2 separate regions of the Xenopus tropicalis genome follow, and region 2 is linked to region 1. A link is a contact called in public Hi-C data. All regions are on one chromosome and are shown on one strand. The core of a region is the stretch at or near the end of the contact, and the rest is flanking DNA. Distances in the headings are between cores, read along the strand shown. Region 1 holds the start of taf1b (TATA box-binding protein-associated factor RNA polymerase I subunit B). Region 2 holds the start of MGC147302.

Region 1 (2,700 bases), core at 88-2,587:
CTGATGTATTTTATACTTAATATAAGGCAGCTGGATAGAACTGCTAATGTTTTAAAAAAGAGCAAACAAAAAGGTAGTTATTACCAAACTGACCTCCAAAAAGCTATGGTTTGCCAGGTTAGCATACGTGAATTTGATTGTTTACAGTGTAACCCTTTTGAAATAAAAAATAACAAAAACGGTATAACGGTGATACCTTTATTGGCTAACTAAGATAACCATAGCAAGCTTTCAGAGGTAATCAGCTTGACAAAGGAACTAGAACAGGGGTCGGGAACCTTTTTGGCCGAGAAAGCCATAAACACCACATATTTTAAAATGTAATTCCGTGAGAGCCGTACAATATGTTTGGCCGCGGATGCTGCGGGACAAGGTAGGGTGGGTCCCAATGATACCGGATGCGATGCGGAGGAGGGTGTGGCCTGCGCTCGGCAGATAGAAGACGTGTTCTAAGGCTTAGAACACGTCTATCTGCCGAGCACAGGCCACACCCCCGTTTGTTTTTTTTATTAAAGATTTGGCAGTGAGCCAGATGCAGCCATCAAAAGAGCCCCATCTGGCTCCCGAGCCATAGGTTCCCTACCCCTGAACTAGAATGTTCTGAAAGCTTGCTATAGTTATCTTAGTTAGCCAATAAATGTATCACCTTTATACCACTTTTGTTATTTTTTTATTTCAAAAGGGTTATTCTGTAAACATTTTGACTGACTAACACGGTACATCACCTTTTCGTGAATATGAGTGTGACGCACTATTGTACAAAGTTTGCTGCATGCACTGTAATCCACAAAACCAATTAGCAGATGGCATTTGTTTAATGAAAGCACATCGCTTTTTGGTTGTTAAGGAGTCTAAAGTAAACTTGGCACCTTATTACATATCCAACTGAAAATTAATATAGCATTTCCCATGAGTTACTTCCCCACATGAGGCTATTCCCAAACTATCGCTCTTCTCAATATAGCCATGCATGAAATGCCTCAGCACATCCAATACCCATTAAAGCTTTATACACTTCCACTGCATTTGACACCACACGTAGAAGAAACTCGAGTGGGATGAAAACCCTAATAGAACCAACGCGACTTCTCCTACAACTACGACACGTGACTCGCCGAGCGTCGCCGGGCATGACGTCACACGCCCTTACTCACAGCGTCTTCCTCCTCCATAGTGCGTTACGTGTCCGGGGTCCGCGCTATGAAGGGAAGCTCCGCTAATGGTCAAATTTTGGTGCCGGCGGCGCCGGTAAACTCGCGGTTACAGGACTGTGGATTTTTGTGGCGTCGCGTAGTTTTCGCGTCACTTCCTTTGCCATTTCCTGGCCGCTACTAATAGTCACGTGGTCTGCATGAACCCATCGATTTTGTACCTACACAGTAGAATGTTCCAGCTTTAATGCTGAAAAGCTCTGCACTGTAAAGAGATAATGCCATGGGGTTCAGACGTATTCAGGGTCAGGGAGACATTAAGGAAAGGTTCAGTGTAAATATAAAACTGGGTGAATAGGCTTTGCAAAATAAAGCATGTTTTTAGTATTATTAGCCAGAAATCCTAGTATTATTAGCCAGAAACCTATAAAGGCTGGCAACGGATGTCTTATGTAATAGCCAATAACACTGGATAAATCATGATGTCTTCTACAGCAGGAATTGTTAATCTCAGAGGAAAGTCTTACACTTCGGGGTATATTTATTATGCTGTGTAAAAAGTGGAGTAAAACATCACCGGTGATGTTGTTCATAGCAGCCGATCATATGCTTTGCTTTGGTTTTCTAACTGTTGAAACCTAATTGCTGATTGGTTGCCCTGAGCAACATCACTGGTAATGTTTCACTCCACTTTTTACACAGCATGATAAATATACCCCTAAGTGTGCAATTCTGGCAACAACCAAGTAGACCTGTGCTCCATGCAAGGGTTTATCTCTGGAATCCCAGGCACCTTCTTCAACCCACAGTTGCCCCTCCAGTGCGCCAACCTGCATACCAGGTCCTCTCTGTTTAGGCCCCCAAAGGCCACGGTCTGCTCTCCCTATAGCTGTGCCACGTCTCTCCTCTTTAATCAACCGTCATCTGCCTTTTCTATAGAACAGTTGAAAACCCTTAAAGGTATTTTTCTCCCTGAAATCTTCATTGGAAATCTTACAGAGAGACATCAGCTTTATACCCCTCAGACTTGGCTAACAGGGTAAATAGCACCGTCAAGGACATCTGGACAAAAGATACAATTTTTCTGCAGTTTATCATGTTTCTGGTAACATCAAGACATGATTTACAAAACTTTGTTATGGTAATTTGCACTTTCTGTTGTGCACCCAATATTTTATATTTTATATATTGGGTACGCTTGATAAAGGGTATTGACCCGAAACATGTCGTGTTACCACTACCCACAATAAATGTTTTGCAGTAAACCTGCTGAAGCTTTTTTCCTATTTTTTGGATTGGAACAAAATCACTTATTAACATTGCGCAAAGCTGGTTCCGTCTTAAACCTCTTATGTGGTTGATGGAAAAGGTGGCTCTACAAAATTTTACATTGAGGAGACTGAATACCTATTCAAACAGCACATTTCAAAAATTTCTCTTGAGATTTTTTCTAACACATAGTAACACAGTAATAGGTCAACAGAAAACACTTGTCCATTGAGTCCATCATTTTGGTCTAATGAATGCTGCCTAACTGCTAGGTAATCCA
Region 2 (2,719 bases), core at 193-2,692, 150 kb before region 1:
GTATTAATAATTATACGTAACCTTTTCTGGTAAAATAAGGATTTTGTAATTAACCAAGGGGCTAGGGTCGCCCTAGGCTGGTATAGATGCCCAAACCATAATGTGTAGCATTTCTAGCCTAATTCTTGGTTAACCCTTAGTTCCCCTTTAAAAATATCCATCTGACCAACGTAAATTTCATTAGACAGGAGATACTGTTTAGATCTCATGGTATAATTCATTGAGCCAATGTGTCAAAGGACTTATTTGCCTCAGGCTTTGATAAACGGCTGATGTCCAGAAGCCAAATGCAAATTTGTATGCATTCGATCATCATAATTCAAGTGACAGTTTATTGCTTAGTAAATAGGCCCTGGGGGTGTTGTGACGTCATCAGAATAACACACAGGACCTGTGCTGATACAAAGACTGTCAGAGGAGATAGGAACGCCATAAAAGCCCCTAAATAAGAATACTAATTGAATGTACAAAGAAAGCAGTAAAGTCATTGTGAGAATGAGGGTCACTGCCTGGTGTTGCATCTTAAATCATTCTCCCAAAGAGCTTTCACCACTATAGGGCCCTTGTGATGGCTGCAAGTGTTTTGTTGTTTTGGTGAGTGTTGTTGGCCACACACAGGTGGGATTACTTTGTCCCTACTTTGGGACATCCCACCTATCGATCTATGGGTCAGTTTATAACTACATAAATATACAGGCCCTGTCATCTCATGAATAAACAGGGGGGGGTTCCAGGTGTTACAGTGTACAGTATCTTTAAATATATGGGCCTTATCATATCATGAACGGACAAGAGTATAACATTGGGTGTATTTTAAGATGTACAGTCCCCATCAACTAATGAATGGGCAGTGAAGTGACAATAGGCATATCATCATCAAATGGCCAGGTCCCATCCTTTCATAGAGGGACAGTGATGTGAGAGTAAGGATAATAGTACAGTAGCAGTGGCAATAGTAGTGCAATAGTAGTGCCTAAGCCAGTGCCGCTGATGTTAAAGTGCAACTCTCAGCACCTGCAACAGCAGAAAACTGCCCATGGTTACTGGGAGTTGTAGCTTAACAGCATTGGAACACCCACCAAAACCTGTTTCGCCTCACTGCCCACCACTACTAAATATTTGTCTGCTTATGTGTGTGGCTACATTAAGGACTTGGTTTGTAATGGTTTGGCGTATTTGCTGTACACTCAGCTCTGGTATAAATCCACAGGTTACACCCAATTTCCGTTCCATTTTAATTTCAGAGTCTTAGGTTTCATATGCGCCTTTCTGCATACTGCTGGCTCTTTCCTCTGCTCTGCCTATTGGCCCTGATCTGAATGACACTCCTCTGGCCGAGCTAGCATTTCCCTGCTGCAGCTGCACTCACGCCAGTGTGAGGGACTTGCTTTTAATGTTTAACTGTAAGAGGGTATGAAAGGGAGAGTGAGGGAGGCAGGGGGAAGTGCGGCTGGGGATGAAAGAGGTGAAAGCCAAGCACTTTCTGAAAGGTAACTCTATGGGGCTGGTGCATTGCTCTTTGTACATTGCCAGAGAAGTTTGCAAGTTGGGCTTCAGGTAATGTTTGGTGGCATGAGTACTGGCACTCGGACAGACATACAGCCAGGACATGCCATTGACTCTTAAAAAGTTACTCAAAAAGCCACCGGAGTGTACAGTCTGTTATGGGCAGTGGCTGCAGCCGGGGCAGTAGCAGTGTACTTATTGTCAGCAGTCAGCAGCCCAGATCTCCATCCAAGAGAGAGCCTTCAGCCCAGGAAGAAACCATCGCCTGCCAGACACGGGATGAACCTGTAGCACCCACTAAACAGGGCAAGGAGCCTGAGAGAGGCCGACCGAGACCAAAGGACATAGATGAAGATCTTCAGCTGCTTGATGAGTTATTGGAAGAGTCCCAGGACTGCTTGTCTGATAAAGATCCAAAACTCAAGGCACAGGCTCTGGAATCCAGATGCCACATCACAAGCCCTCAGTCACAACCGCAAGTCTGCGGAAAGAAACCCCACAATCCTGAGACAACATTGGCAATACAGGGACAGCCACAGCTGCAACTGACCTCTTCCCTGCCCAACAATATCCATTACAGACAACAGGAGAACAACAGCAAAACAGTAAGTGGAGTGTGTTGCATTATGGATAACACTGTCTTAGTAATAAAGGAATTGTTGGGATGCAGGAATGTTATTTGTGCCCTGCATACACGCACAGATTCTGTAGTACATACCCTTGCGGCATGTTGTGTGTGTGTGTGTATATATGTATATATACTTTATATATATATATTGGAAACAGGCAGTACCACTGGTGGTCACAATTAGGGTCAATGGATGGACTATAAATACACATGGGAAAACTGTAACCCAAAGCAACCAATGAGATGTTTGTTTTCACTATTCAAACAGTAACTGTTGTTGGGATATTTGGGGAAAGCACTCTTTCACAAAAGTAAATTGGACTCCTAAAATAATACAATAAGAAGAAGTCCTAAGTATTTACCAAGGAGTAATTCATTATGGAGTTGCCATGTGATAATTTTCAGTTCATTCCACCCCATGACACCATAGGTGAAATCGGTCTCAGCCATTGGTTTGGTTCTGTGCTCTTTGATTTGTGGGTATTCTAAGATCCCTAGCCAATTAGTCAGGATTCGCATGGAAAATCTCCTCTTGATCTGACTGTGTGTTCTGACCATGTGTTCATGGGTACCAACATCCATTTA

Evidence for each region. Hi-C and Micro-C count contacts between places; a contact is called where the count stands out from the background.
Region 2: a contact with region 1 is called in a Hi-C map of brain, with 3 times the contacts expected there. The contact joins the promoter of MGC147302 here to the promoter of taf1b in region 1. A contact is called at or near these places in 2 of 5 Hi-C or Micro-C datasets (brain and neurula embryo).

Annotation. Positions count from the first base shown.
Region 1 is chr5:138,009,504-138,012,203 of UCB_Xtro_10.0, reverse strand. taf1b (TATA box-binding protein-associated factor RNA polymerase I subunit B) reads right to left here and starts at 1,337. Exons shown (of 15, transcript XM_002938888.5): 1 at 1,155-1,337. The coding sequence starts at 1,172.
Region 2 is chr5:138,160,998-138,163,716 of UCB_Xtro_10.0, reverse strand. It overlaps MGC147302, which reads left to right and starts at 1,442. Exons shown (of 3, transcript NM_001078942.1): 1 at 1,442-2,111. The coding sequence starts at 1,665.